2 separate regions of the Mus musculus genome follow, and region 1 is linked to region 2. The links are chromatin contacts, called in public Hi-C maps. All regions are on one chromosome and are shown on one strand. The core of a region is the stretch at or near the end of the contact, and the rest is flanking DNA. Distances in the headings are between cores, read along the strand shown.

Region 1 (7,719 bases), core at 3,212-5,711, 140 kb after region 2:
CAAACTTTTATAAGTATGGTTCCTTTGGTGACCTAATGCTCAGATCCCACAAAGCGCCACCTCTCAAAGATTTTGTACTGGTTGGTTTTGTGTCAACTTGACACAAGCTGGAGTTATCACAGAGAAAGGAGCTTCAGTTGAGGAAATGCCTCCATGAGATCCAGCTGTAAGGCATTTTTTCAATTAGTAATCAAGGTGGGGAGAGCCCTTTGTGGGTGGTGCCATCCCTGGGCTGGTAGTCTTGGGTTCTATAAGAAAGCAAGATGAGCAAGCCAGGGGAAGCAAACCAGTAAGAACATCCCGCCATGGCCTCTGCATCAGCTCCTGCTTCCTGACCTGCTTGAGTTCCAGTCCTGACTTCCTTTGGTGATGAAAGCAACATGGAAGTTTAAGTTGAATAAACCCTTTCCTCCCCAACTTGCTTCTTGGTCATGATGTTTGTGCAGGAATAGAAACTCTGACTAAGTCAGATTTCTACCTTTCAATACCATGGGGAATCAAACTTCCAGAACGTGAGCCTTTGGAGGACAAACCTGATCACTGCAACACCAAGTTTCCTTTAAGGGGAAAAAAACAAAAACAAAAACAACAACAACAAAAACCCTCCAATACTATTACATAGCCAGAGGGAAAGCATGAGAGATGCCAATCCTAGCTAGAGAAACGCATGAATGAGGGACACTAGCAATTTGCAATCAACAGCAAAAATGCTGATCATCAAATCTTCCCCAGGTTTGCTAAGGGAAGGTGGCAGGTGCTGAAGTGAACAGAGATGTCAGGTCTTTGGAATAGGTCAGGGAGACCTGGGGCAGAAGGTGATCTTTGGAGGCTTCACATGTTGATCTAGGGTAGACAAGACAAAAAAGCAACTACAGACCAGGCAATTTTGTCATAAGGCTCCAAATGTTCTCCTGCTGTGATTTATGGACATGATTTTGTTTTACAGAGTCCTGTTTTCACAGTAAAGACACCCATTCTCAGAGCACCCATTAGTGGAGGTATTATAGTTATAACTTTATATAGCTAAACCCACTCAGCCTTCTCTGCTTCTGAACCAGGGCTGCAGAGCACTGGCAGAAAGAAGTCTCTCTATTCTTTAGTTTAATTATCAACTATAGTGTTCCCTTGATGCTCCTTTCTGAACAGTTATTGGAAAGGTCCCCCAGTGTCACTTCACCTCATCCTCTTATACTTTCTTCCTTGCTTGATGCACAGGGTCCTGTTTTCTTTTAAGGAAAAAGAACTGAGCAGTCAAAACATGGGTTCCTCCATGCACAGACGTTCCTCTTCAGAATCCATCCCTCCTCTTACTTTCTGTGCCCTCTTCCTCTGTACCTCATTTGTTTTCTCTGCTCTTCTCCACCCCATGCGGCTCTTGCCTCTGGTTCTCCTCCTCTCTTGTGTTTCTCAGGATCTCGCTGCATTTCTCAGACGCTATCAGATAAGTGTCCTCAAACTCAGCCTGCATGTGGATAGAAAGGCTTTCGCTGGCACTCCCTGTAGCTGGCTTTCTTGCTTCTTGGCTCTCATCTCTCAGTTAACAGATTGAACTACCATGTCTGCCCCACACTGCTTCCCAGCTGCCCACATGTTCCTCCATTCAATGTAACACAGATAAACTCTTTTCCCACATTTTCAGTTCTAATAAACCTATGCCTTACTCAAAAATCTATTATCAGTGTTCTCAAAGGTGCAAACTTACTATCATCTGGGAACTTGGTAGGCATGAACTTACTGACCCCATCCAACATCTGCAGGGGATGAAACCCAGTAATTTGTCCTTTATCAAGTTCCTTGAATAATTTCATTGTACACTTTTAATTTAAGCTCCATATTGCTAGCCCCCTTCTTTCTCTTTTTTGAGTGTGTGTGTCCCATGCACATGAGTATATGGATGTGTACACATATGCATATACCTACAGAGGCCAGAACAGAATGTAAAGTAGACTCTTCTGTCACCCTCTGCCTTGTTGCCTTGAGACAGGGTCACTCGCTAACTAGAAGTTCACTGTTTGGGCTGGTCTGGCTGCCCAGTCACATGTGCCATGCCTGGCTTTTAACTTAGAGTCTGGAGACTGAAACTCAAATCATCCTGCATGCAGAACAGGCAATCTCACTGAACCATCTTCCCAAGCCTCACTTCTTTTCTGCTACGCATGGTTCCTTGTTTTCTATCAACTTAATTTCTTTCCTCCAATATCTGCCTTTCCTCAATGTATCTGCCTTCCAAGCATTCATTAAATACATTTATAATTCCTTTTGTTCTAGCCGTACATTATCTATTCTGTGCAAGTGAATTCCTCCATTCAGATCATTCAGTTACAGCTTGTATTAGCCCAGATTCTACTGTTTTTAAATGGAAGAGAAGGTAATTAAAGTTAAGGAAGATTGATCAAAATTAAAGAAAAGTCAGAATGTGTTTACCATTTTAACATGTGTGTTAGACATGAACTTATCCCATCCAAGATCTATTGGAGGTCCAAGGTCTTAAATAAAGTCACCAGGACCTGGCTGCTTTCTTTTTGTCTCCTGTCTGTTTTCATTTGAGTTGGCATTGCTTTTAGTCCAGGCCCCTGGAGACCTCCAACATGTTTGCTCACACTTCTAGGCTTCACTAGTTTATGTGACCACACTTAAGCCATCATTGATGGCAACAGTGTAAAAAACAGTTGACACTCTAAGCTGGAGTCACATCACTGCTCCTGATGGAAGGTGTGAGAGAAACTTCACTCACTATATGCAAAGGCATCCGTTGTCTTGTGGCACTGGCAATCCAAAAGGAGATATAGATAAGGAAAGGGTCAAAATAAACTGTCAGCTACTGGCATAAAAGAGTAATGGATACAGAAGGATAAGGGTGCAGAAGAGAGGGCGCATATTGCTCCTCCGAGAATTTTGAGATGGCCCTAACTGGAGGTTCATCAATTCTCGATGCCTATTCTCTTTGCTATGGCCTCCACTGTAATTCCAAGTTCTACTTCTTAAACTGTTATGTCCAGTTGCCTACATGCCTCATCCTTCCACATGGAAATGGAAATGTCTTAAATGGTTGTTAGTACATCCCTTCCCTCCGTTTGCTTTGCACTTCTTTTCTTAAACAGGGATTTTTATAGATGAGAGGAGCCGGCATCTTCTTTTCTCTATCCTCTCATCTTGAAGATAATAAATATAAAGAGGACAATGGGAACTACAAAAAAAATTAGGAAAAGTGTGAAGCATCAGGAATGAGTCTTGGGGGTGTTGAAGGGAAAAGGCTAGCAAGGCAGAGAGAGGCTTTCCTACTGCATCTTCTCGGAGGAAGCCTTCTGGATAAAATCTTAAATTTAGAAATGACTACCTTCACCCATTTCTTCCAGTTTCTACCTGGTAGGCATAGATACAGGCAGTGGTAATTTTCCCAGCTAATGGCACTTTGCAAATCCTGCTCATTTTACCTCTTAAAATATGTCTAGAATTTTCCCATTGGCTCACATGACTGTGGTCACTTCTATAGTCCAGGCTTCAACATCCATTCTGGTTTTTTTGTTTGTTTGTTTGTTTTACTAATCTCTTATCTGAGTCCCATCTAGTCTCCTTTCATCTGGTTTTATCATCTCTCTGAATACTCTCCATGTTATTCCCAGCACCCTTAGATTTCTACTAGTTGTGCTGAATGAAGACTGGAGCTGTCTGGCCATATCTCTAAAGTGGAGCCACTCAGCCAGATTAGGTTTTTCTCTGACTTCAGCTGCCTTAAGTGCAAGCATGAAAGAAATTCAGATGGTGTCTGTTTTTGACAAAATTGGGGAAAGGAGGAACGAACAAAGTAGATCCACACAAGAGCTGAATTATGAGAATGCTTCGTGGAATTTAAGTTGGTAAATTGGCAACTGAGGCCACAAGGAGACAGTGATCAGGGAAGCGGAATGGAGGTAAAGAATGGGCATGATTGAGGATAGATTTCCATATGACTGATAGAACATATGCAGCTGGATGGCTTAATTAGACTCTAGAGAAAGAGAATGGAGACTAAAAGGTGAGGTACAGGTGGAGGAGAAAACTAAATGCAAGGAGACAAAGGAGCTGAGAGGATCCTCAGCCACATGACGACGTAGATGGATGCTGATGTAGCCAAGAATGTTAGTAGAAACACGGATGGAAAGAAACGCAGTGTCCAGACAGTGAGTAGGTAATGAAGGTGGGCACTGACCGAGAAGACAGTGGATAAGGGCATCCCTGGGAGGAAGGTGGTCTGCCCCAACACTTGCAATCCAGAGTAGTTTAATATAGGGTCTAAACTGTGAGAAAACAGTCACAGGAAATGAGGAAGACACCGATCTGTACTCTCAAGCCCCCTGTGCATGTAAGATACAAAAAGAAAAAAGTAAATTCCACCAAGTGGATAAAATCAATAAGCATGTGGGTTTCAGAGCAAAATGGGGAAGTAAGAGAAGATGAAGAAGTAGGAGATTTTTGCTGATGATGTGCACTATGGGTCCCAGAGGATGCAATGAAAAGGGTGGGGATGGGGATGGTGCAGATTACAACAAGTTACAAGATGCATAAGATAATATTGAGGGTCTCCTGGATGAAGTGTAAAGAGGGTTTAAATGATGCAAAGTTAATCTCTATGAAGGCATTGAGTAACAGTTCTGACTGCAGCCTCCCTTTTGAGATTAGTCTTTTATCTTCCCTTTTACCTCTTATTTATTCTTCTCTCATACAATACATCCCAACACCAGCCTTCCCTCCACACACACACACACACCCTCTCCCCCAAGCCCCACTGCTCCTCTGTTTCCCTTCACAAAAGAGTAGGGATAGCAACCAAACATGGCATAGCAAGATGCAATAAGACTAGGCACAAACACTCATACCAGGACTGGATAAGTCTTAAAAGCAGTTTTCAGTGGTGAGGTTGGAAGTACTGGGAGACAGTACCATCTCACCAAGACAGGAGGAGTTCATTATTAGTCTGCTGGGGAACACACATTCTCAATGACTCACAACCTTCTCAGGGACCATTTCCATTTTCAAAGGAAGTCCTCTTCCTGAGGTAGACAGAGGGAAGAAATGTAGCGCCTTGGATTCCTGCTTCCTCAAGACCTCATTTATATGTTTATCTTGATCTTTAACTTGTTCTTCTTTCCTTATCCCAACTCCAGTCAGCCACTCATTTACCATGGGTGTGCAACCCTGGGTCTACAGATTGTGAGAACAAATACACATTAATTTTGCATGGTATTACAACACATTATCATTCACAAAGTTCCTATTCAAGAACCATACACATACACACACACACACACACACACACACACACACACACACACACACACAGAGAGAGAGAGAGAGAGAGAGAGAGAGAGAGAGAGAGAGAGAGAGGGAGAGAGAGAGAGAGAGAGGTCCAAAGTGTTTTAAGTTATTTACAATGTTGTGTTGAGCTATATTCATAGCACTCCTGGATCATGTGTGGCCTGCAGGCTATAGAATGAACATCTTTGAGAGCATTAACAATATAACAAAGATTATAGCTGAAACTATAGCAGTCATCAAACTATCAAAATCAAGTCAATGTGCAATGATAATCTCTATATTTAATGCCATAGCTTCCAAATTATACTGGTACACATTAACAAAAGGTTAGTATGGTTATTCATCATTTGAATTGAATTGAATTTGATAGGTTTAAATTCTTTGAGACAAGTATCAAGGTTGAACATTTAAATTCAGTGTTCCTGGAAGGGTAGTAAAAAAGACAGTAGATTTGGTAGCAGATGGTATTCCCAAAGCTTTGCAATCATGTTTTAGCTGGATTATTTCTTGACACTTAAATAAATTGAAGATATTAAAAATCGGTTCATACAGGTCACCTTGACCTTGTCCCAACTTTAGCAAGTCATCAGAAACTTTATATTCAGATGGCCATTGCAATGGATTCCATTAAGGAACTTTGGGGGCTAGCAATTCGTATTAAATATGTACAAATATCCTCATAGTGGCAACTTCACTCTGCTAGCCTTATTTGTGTTACCCGTAGGAGATGGGTATTGATAATCCTACTTTGATAAGTAAGAAGATTTTAGAGTACAGGTAATATGTTCAAAGGCCCACAGCCAGTGACTGCTAGAATTTTTTTCTGGTCTCCTTACGTTCTTGTTTTTGTTAAGATGAGGTTGGGCTATGCATAACCATGCTGGCCTCAACTCCTGATCCTCCTGCATCTGCTTCGTGCGTGCTGGAATTACTGCCATGGACCACCACACCATCTTCAGGCTGTCTCCAAGAGAGACTGCAAAGCCAGAAAGGACAACTGACTAGCTCGAGGCCGGAGAACTACAAGCTGATGCCTCTAGTACTTATTTAGGAAACACTGTCTTTTGTCAACATAGTGCTTTACTTTCTGTACTTGAATTATCTTAAAGCCTGGCCTATTTCCTAAAAGCCTGTTTCAAAATTTCTCTTACTTTAGTGTGGCCAATTTTCTGGGTACAGAAATGTAAGAGAAACTTTCCCCAAACAAGTACCTATCCTGTTTCCCCATAAAAAGCAACATCAGCGAATGTATGTGGCATGGTAGTACCCACTTCTTCATTTTCTTGAGAAGTTTGGGGTCACTGCACCCAGTTATTATGTGCAGAACTCCTTATCAGATCCCACTCTCTCCACCTCCATGAGCTATGATATCAATAGAAAGTTGGACATTATACTGTTTCCAATGCAAGTCCCTTCCAGCTCTAACATTTCAACATCCTGAAGTGTTCTGACCTTTAAAATTAGGATGCAAAGGAACAGGTTTCCTCTGTGCATTCACACACACACACACACACACACACACACACACACACACACACACATACACACACACACACACACACACACACACACACACACACACACACACACACGTCTTAGTTCTCCTTCCCTACTCTCCCACACCTGCACCTTAAATCCTTCAGTATTCCTCTCTGCCACATGTCCATGTCACATGTCCATGTCACATGTCCATGTCATGTGTGTTCTATTACCCTCTCCACCACGCCTTCGTCACATGCCATGTCACTCTTATGGTCCCTTTCTAGTTTTAGGATCATGACCCACATTTGCTCCCATGTAACCACTCATACATGTGCACTAGAAGCAATAGTGACACATGACAGAGAACGTGTGGATATTTGCCTTTCTGAGTCTGGGTGAGTTGACTTAACATGTTCTTTAGCTTGATCCATTTTTTTTCCCTGCAAATTTCAGTTCCACATTTCTTATTGCTGAATAAAATTTCATGTGATATGTAGCACATTTTCATCATCCATTCATTGATTGATGTACAGCTAGGTTGGCTCCATCTCCTTGCTACTGTGAATGGGACAGCAATGTACATGAATATTTATGTATCTCCACACTAGGATACATACCGTTTTGGGTATATATCCAGTAATGGTATAGTCGGTCATATGGTAGCTCTATTTCTAGTTTTTTGAGCAACTTCCTCACTTCCTTCCTTAGTAGCTGCACCAGTTTAATTATTCACACTAACAATGACAAAGCACTTTCCTCTTCCCTATGGCTTGCCAGTATTTGCTTTTTCCCCTTAATCATAACCGTTCTAACTGGGGTGAGATGGGCTTCCAAAGCATTCTTGATCTCCTCAATTGTTCTTAAAGATGATAGATGACTTAAAAAATATATTCGCTTTAAAAATATTTATTGTCATTTGCGTTTCTTCTTTTGAGAAGGATT
Region 2 (7,649 bases), core at 2,486-4,985:
CTACAGAATAGCTGATGCTGCGAGGGAGAACCCTTCCCCCAAGGAGGCTACAGAGCTGCTTTGCAGGTTACATCTCCTTTGTGCCTTTGCCAAAATGTCTACTTGTTTCAGGAACCTTCTATTAGCTCCTCGTAAAATCACATAACAAACTCATGGGTGTAAAACAAAAGCAACTCACCACCACACAGACATGTGATAAGCCTCAAATCAGTCCACTGGGCTGTCAAGGTGCTAGCAAGGCTCCATCTCTTCTGGAGGCTTAGAGGGGGCAATTCTACTTCTGTGCTATTTCCAGCTTCTACAATCCACCCTCCCAATTCCTTGGCTAGATGCTTTTGTTTTTGTCTCCAAAGGTATATGTGTAATATCCTCAACTCTGTTCTGAGTCTCTGACCTCTGCCTCTGTCACCATGCTCCTTTTGGTGACACTTACCCTCTTCATCCTCTCTTGTAAAGACCCAATGGTAACACTGGACTACCTGGACAACCCATGATAACCTCTCCATTTCAATACCACTAATCACAGCTGCAAATGCCCCTTGCTATATACAACATTGCCATAGGTTCTGGGAATACAGGGATATCTGAAAGACCTTAATTCAGTCTACTAGTGTTCAGTAGTACTTGTTAGGTAGTTATGTCCTTATCATTGCATGAAGTTCTTTTCTTTTAACTGCCTTCTACAGAAGTGGTTGCCTGTCAACCATGAGCTCTTCCCCTGCAGTTGTGCCTTGATCTGATCCTCCTTGTTGATTCTATGCACTGTAAAGCACTGGCATTTTCTCCGAAGGCTTTGGGCTGGATGTATTTTGTGACAAAGTATATCCCTTTCTCTTTGGGACTGTCCCAGGGACAGATTCCCAGCTGACATTGCAAATTCCACCACTGTTCTGCCATGTTCCTAAAGTCACAAAGACCCAGAAAAACCATACTGTGTTCTCTGTCTCAGCTCTGAGATAATTAATAAGACTAGCAAAGAAACATGGAAACATGATCTATATATAGTGTTAGACTTGAGAATTTTGTCTGAGATTTTTGCTTCTGTTGTTATACTTGAGAATTCTGCCCTCTATTCCTGACACCAAACCACAGAGTGAGGGAGTTACCCACATTATGATCAGTAGCACAGTATAGCATATCTTCCTATGTGTAGTCTCACCCCAGGAAAGGTGATGGTGTGGAGATTTGGTACAGAACATTCAAAGGACATTGGCTGAGTTACCATTCCCTGCTTCTCTCCTAGTCTCACTCAGAGACTGCTTAATCTACTTCTATTAGGTAGATCAAGTAGTGTTTGCCGTTAGCTGAGCATTTCCTACATTCAAGGAACTGTCAGAGGAGGCCAAGAGAAACTCACTGCCACCAATAACTAATCCATTTTTGCCCAAGTAGGTAGAATGTAAGGTGAAGGGGAAATGAGAAAGCACCACCATTGAATCAGGGGGGTCCCAACACCCACTTGTGATCACAGGTGACCCACCATAAGCCCTGTTCTGACTGCCTAAGCTTAGAGAGGTAACTCTGGTCTTACACTGCACCACCACCACCTGGAAGACTCTCGTTGGTAGGGGTAGAGCTTGCCATTTGCTCCCTATTACTAGGCACTGAAATGTAGGTTGCTTATGATCCTATTGTGTTTAAAGTTGTAACATGACACAAAATTCACAGAAGACTGAGCCAAATCACAAGAAAGGATTTTAATTTGTAAATATTTTAATTTGCAAATGTAAATTAAATTTGCCTAGTTATATAAGCCTGACCCACTGTATACAGTTTTTTGTTATTGCTGTTATATAAAAACATAGAATTATGAGTTTGAATCAAAGCTAAATAACAGTTAAATGAATATTCAGCAGGATCTTCCTCATTTCTCTCTTCTTTCCTTTTTCCTTCCTTCCTTTCCTTTTTTCCTTCCTTCCTTTCCTTTTCTCCTTCCTTTCCTTTTTTCCTTCCTTCCTTCCCTTCCTTCCTTCCTTCCTTCCTTCCTTCCTTCCTTCCTTCCTTCCTTCCTCCCTCCCTCCCTCCCTCCCTCTCTCTCTTTCTTTCTTTCTTTCTCTGATTTTCTGACCAGTCTAAGTAACTTGAAACAATCTGTTCAATCATTTACTCATATAAAACTCCCACAGTTAAGTACCAACCCTTGGTACGCGGTGTCTGACATGTCTCTACATTTATTTCCTAGGACTCTTCCTCAGTGTGATTTGCCTTGGACTATACTGCATTCAAAGCCACTTCTTGTCCACACGGCCAACATTTGCTTTCATGTTCTCTCTCGTTCCCATCTCTATCCACCTTAGGACCAAGTTCAAACGTCACATATTCCTGGATGATTATTTTTTCTTCCCAAGTACCATTCAACTTCTTTTCAGCCTTGAATGTTTTCTAAGAACAGAGACCTTGTCTGTATTATTTAGAGGAGGACTGCCACAGATGCATGTTCCACTTGCACATGGTGGTCCCGCCTTGCAATGCCGAGCATATTGTTTCATTCGGGAGAAACATTAGCTCAGTTTTTTAGTAAACAAATTAATGACTTTGAGCGGAAAGATAAGGCCATCATCCTCTAATGGCCAATGTAGTCAATTTGGTCTTGAGATAGTGAAAAGTCTAAAGTCAGAACCTCGAAAGAAAACCAAAGAGAGACAGTGCTGAGAGACTCATTAGGCTGCTATCAGATGAATGCTGGGATCTAGCTCCATATTAAGATAGAGTCTGATGTGGTTAACACACACACACACACACACACACACACACTACACTTTATCCCTTTCCTACTAGTGTGGCATTTTGGAGACCAAGAAACTTTTCATGGCTTCGTAGGAGCTAGGGTGCCAGACAATCACTGGCTACCAAAGTCACCCGGAGCCTGTCGTTGTCTCATGTTCTAGAAGAACTGGTATAACGTGGGACAGTAGTGATTTAGTAAGATTTAGTAGATTTAGCAAGACAGAGTAGAAGGGACTCCTGAGAGTAGGAAGGGCTCGAAGGGAGAAACACCATCACTTTGTCTTGCCTCGGGGATTCCTATGGTGGGAATTGGATGGACACTGAAATAATCTTTATTGGGATTGGTCAGTTTTGAGTATCTGATGGGCTGAGCCAATGAGGACTTTATATTCAGTACGCATGCTCCCTGGACCAGAGAGACGGTTCAGTCAAAGGAGTGGCTGTGTGTGACTTGTTCATGAGCCACCATGAGCCGTGTCCTCACTGCCTGAGGGAGCTAACTCTTGTCTTAACTACTTCACATCACCCAACACCTGTCAGAACCCCTTTATTGTGGGGAGGTCTCACTGCTAGGTCCTGCAGCCAGTCCTAGGAAAACTGCTGTGAGATATGATACCAGATACCAACGCCATGATGGCTTTTCTTAGGAACCTCTGTGGCTCTCTGAAGTTAGGAAGCTAGCATCGTTTTAACAGTCTACAACTGGATGCCTGCTTCTTCAGCAGAACATATTCCCAAATAGTGAGACGAAAAGGAATCAAGATAACAGTGATCCAGAATGCTTGGATTAGAACCCTGTCTCTGACCATTTCCCTAGCGCATATGTAGCATTACTTGATGAGTGAAGGATTTCTAACAGAGTATAGCTACTTATTCAGAAGCATCTAGGTGTCTACTTACTGACTTCAGTCCCAGAGCCAGGAATCGCAAGCTCCTCCACCCACGAGCGTCCCAGGACCCAGGACAGGAGATGGTATTGCTTAGCATCTAAGAATTCATGATCTACTTCTTAAAGGGGAAGTCAGTTTTTTCTCCGTTCATCCTCCATGACTGGAGCTATGTCCCCTGTGATGGGAGGGACTTAGCTGAGTTTTCCTTGCTGCTCCCAGAGATTATTGTTGCTAGAAATACTGATTCTGGAGTCAGAGAGACCCAAGCATCCAGGACTGGACTTGCTTCTTACAACTGAACTCCATCAGCCTCAGGTTCCTCATCTGTAAAATGAGGCTGATTCTTACAGAATGTATTTAAAAGCTTCTAGTGAGAGTCATGAAGTAAGCTCTCAATGGAAAAAGTGCTACTTTTAAAGAAAATGACATAACCCTTGAAGACATTGGCCCAACGAGTCTTGTGACTTCCTCCAGCCCCTCTGCATTGTCCCCGTGGAAACTAGACATAAAACGTCAAAGGCAAAAGCAGTAAGAAGTGGAACAAGAGCAATGACACCAGAGCATGACTCCACTGGCTATTTATAACAGATGGCCTGGTCTCATCAGCCAGAATTGCCCCGCCCCCCAAGGGTATGTGTGAGTTAAGATGTGCAGTTACCAACCATGCAGTCCAGCCAAGACCCATGGTTTCTGGAAGGAAGATTTCTTTCTTTCTTCTTCTTTTTTTAAAAAATGGTGGTTCCATTTTCAAGACTCATCACAGCTGTCAGTATAAGGATGTATCCTCAATGAGGGAACCATTTTTTTTTTACTAATTTATAAAGTTCTCAGCATAGCTAGGAAAAAAAATCCTCTTTGTTAAGCTTCCTTAGAATGCCATTAGATCCTTGAAGAAATATCAAATGAAAGTAAGGGTAGAAATGACTTAGAGACACACAAAAGCAGGGCATTTAGTCTTCTGATGTGGGGCTTTGTTAGAGTAGAAGTGGGGAAGGAGGAAAAGGAGGACAGGCAGGAGGATTAGTTATATCCTGACAGCCCCATTTGTCTCTATTTTGAAATAGCATATTGCCCATGATAAATTTAAAATTGTGTTTTAAAGTTGAATATGTAGCTCAGTTGGATGTAGCTCACTTGCCTAGAAACATTTGCATATATACGTCCACATAAACATGTACATGCAGCACTCATACAACAATACACACAACACACACATGCACACACACACCTACCCATACTACATACACACCACATAAACACACATACACATACCACACAAACACCATATAAATACCACAACATACATATACTACATAAACACACCACATACACCACACACATACTACATATACACCACATAAACACACATATACACATACCACACAAACACCACATAAACACCACACACATACACATACTACATACTACACATACCACATACACTACACACATATACACACAACACATACATACCATACATAAACACACACACTTAATTACATTGCTTCACTTAATCCTTAAAACCACCTTCTGAGATATGTATTATTTTAACCCTTGTTTGTCCTCTTAGGAAATGTAGGCACAAAAATATTACATGGCTTAAGGGAGTCCTATATCTGTGCTCAGTCTGCAATTCAAACACAAGGAAGATGAAGTTCTCATGATGAATTTACTACAAACACAAGAAGTAGCTCTTTTTCTTCTTTTATCTGTTTCTTTAACATGAACTATTTCACTCTGAGAGTCAATAAATATTTAGCTCGCTAACATGTGAATGATTGTATTACCAAACTCACATGACCCAAACTATCTGAACAACAGTACTTACCAGTCAGTCCAGTTTCTGTCATATAACTCCCATATTTGCATCTGTTCATTCTAGAAGTTCAGAGATGTAAACTTTTTTTCTCTTCACGTATATGTCCCACTTTTACTGTTGGGATGAAGATGGGGCGATGGGGGCATTTTCTCTGCCCATCATAAAGGATGATGGCCAATAGCCCTATAACAAACATTCACATCCTATCACTTAACCCAGAAGGAAAGTGTTCTATTAAGGAAGAAAATTAATTCTCTTTGAGGATAGCTAAAATTAGGAAAATTCTATATATAAAAAAAAAAAAAGTACCCTCAGCCCTTTAAAATGAAACCATGTCCAGAAGGCATTGGTACCTCTAACCAAACAAAGGTGAGAATCCATCCCTTAGATTTGGGAAGGCTGATTTGGGAAGGCTGAAAACAGGGACTCTTTGGAAACAGAGCTGATTAATAGCTTGGGAAGATTTTGAGGAACCTTCCAGAATACAAAAATTCTAAGGCATGACAATGTGAAGCTGAAGGCATGCCATACAAACTGATGGGCCACAGGAGCCCTCAGTTATCAAATGGATTCTTGCAGACTCCTGAAAAAAAAAAAACCTGATTTTTATTTTGCCTAAACCCCCAAAACACTCATTGAGAAATGTCAAATTCCCACAGGATGAAGCCAGTTTTTCCTTGAGAGGAATCCTGAGCGGATACACAACAATTAAACTGAAATAGACTGTCTTAACCCTTATTGCAGTTCAAACACCCGAGCCATCAAAGCTGGCCAGTCCAAACCAGCTGCTCACTGCCATCCTTTGAGGTTCCTTGAACTGGGGCTTTGTTAGTGCAGGAGTGAGAGAGTATTTCAAAGGCAAGGGCCCTCCTTGGGAACTGATTTCCTGGTGACCTCTCTGAATGACATGCTTTTTCTCAGAATACATTCTCAGAGAATACCTAATCTCTGGTACCCCCATCCAAGCCCCTCAGCCAAGCATTGCTAGAAGAGTATGTGGACCCTATTTCCACTACTCAGGATAAAACTCCCCTGGTTAGCCTTGTTCCTTAAATGTAACATTTGAAGGAGAAAAGCCTTTTTTTTTCTGCCTCTCTGTGGTCTAGATGCTAGATCATGTGTCTTTCTATGGTGGTTTAATTTTTTTAAATGCATGATAAATATGCCTTGTAACCATGGCACTTTCAGACAGTCAGTATCTATATCAGCACAGTCTAGTTTAACAGCTCCGTTTCATTGTTTTTATATTTTAGTAATTCTGTTTTGACTTTTCATCTAAAAAAGTCCTATTTATATATAATATGTTATATTACATCTTATATAATATATAATATAGCATATTATATATAATTATACATAGATATATATTATACAATATATTGTTATGTATAAATATATATCATACAACATATAATTATATATAATCCATAACATATAATATAAAACGTATAATACATTATTAGATTTTAATTTTAACACCAAGTACCAAATTTTTCAATAATGTTAATACCATAAAAGAATATATTTTTCAAAGGACATACACCATCAATTCAGACACTTGGTTTTAATTTAGGTCCAATGTTGTTGCTTAGAAACTTATAAAAAGTTTTTCCACATAAAGAATTAGTGGGCCAGAACCAGAAGAGAATGGTATAGGAAATGTCTATGAAAATATGTAGATCCTAGAAGCAAACCCTCTCAGTGGGACTCAGAGAGTAATTGGCTGATAGCATCTGTAATCATCTGTTGGGGGCATTATTTAAGTGCACTTGGAAACCAGGCCTGAGAGGGAGAGTCATGTCTCTGACACCTCCCTCACTGGATGGACTTGGGGAAATACAAGGGCTCATCATCAGCCAGGCATTGGTTAAGAGAGCTTTTATCAATGAACATGACTCCTCTTCGTGCCACAAACGTGTACTTAGTATTATTATGGCAAAGCTTACTTAAGACACGGAATCTGCTGTCCAGAGAAGCTAAACACCCTTCCCCAGGTTACAAATTGCCAAAAGCATGTCCTCTCCCTCGACTCTCCAGCTACTGGATAACCTCATACAGGATTTGGGTTCTCTCTAGGCTTCAAGTTTGAGATCAGCGTTGCACCTTATTGCTCTCTATCAAATGTTCCACTAATGACTTCAAATTTCACAGGATATTTTTACACATACAATTACTTTCTTTTGAATACTTCCATGTAAAACTTGCATGAAGCC

Evidence for each region. Hi-C and Micro-C count contacts between places; a contact is called where the count stands out from the background.
Region 1: a Hi-C map of bone marrow-derived macrophages shows a contact between it and region 2, with 61 read pairs. The contact joins two enhancer-like sites. A contact is called at or near these places in 8 of 484 Hi-C or Micro-C datasets (the AML12 cell line, the HPC-5 cell line, bone marrow-derived macrophages and 4 more), 5 of 115 datasets of contacts at active chromatin or transcription factors (bone marrow-derived dendritic cells, embryonic stem cells, microglia and 1 more) and 1 of 9 other capture datasets (bone marrow-derived macrophages).

Annotation. Positions count from the first base shown.
Region 1 is chr10:87,835,215-87,842,933 of GRCm38.p6, forward strand. All of the region lies in intron 1 of Igf1os (a long non-coding RNA gene), which reads right to left. Among named protein-coding and RNA genes, the nearest start is that of n-TKctt21, 9.1 kb to the left of the region's middle. Within about 2 kb of position 4,462, at least 4 of the 459 cell types and tissues checked have an H3K27ac peak or open chromatin away from gene starts, as enhancers often do. A contact at or near this core is called in bone marrow-derived macrophages, where this site is marked.
Region 2 is chr10:87,692,521-87,700,169 of GRCm38.p6, forward strand. No RefSeq gene overlaps it. Among named protein-coding and RNA genes, the nearest start is that of Gm30073, 100 kb to the right of the region's middle. Within about 2 kb of position 3,736, at least 9 of the 459 cell types and tissues checked have an H3K27ac peak or open chromatin away from gene starts, as enhancers often do. A contact at or near this core is called in bone marrow-derived macrophages, where this site is marked.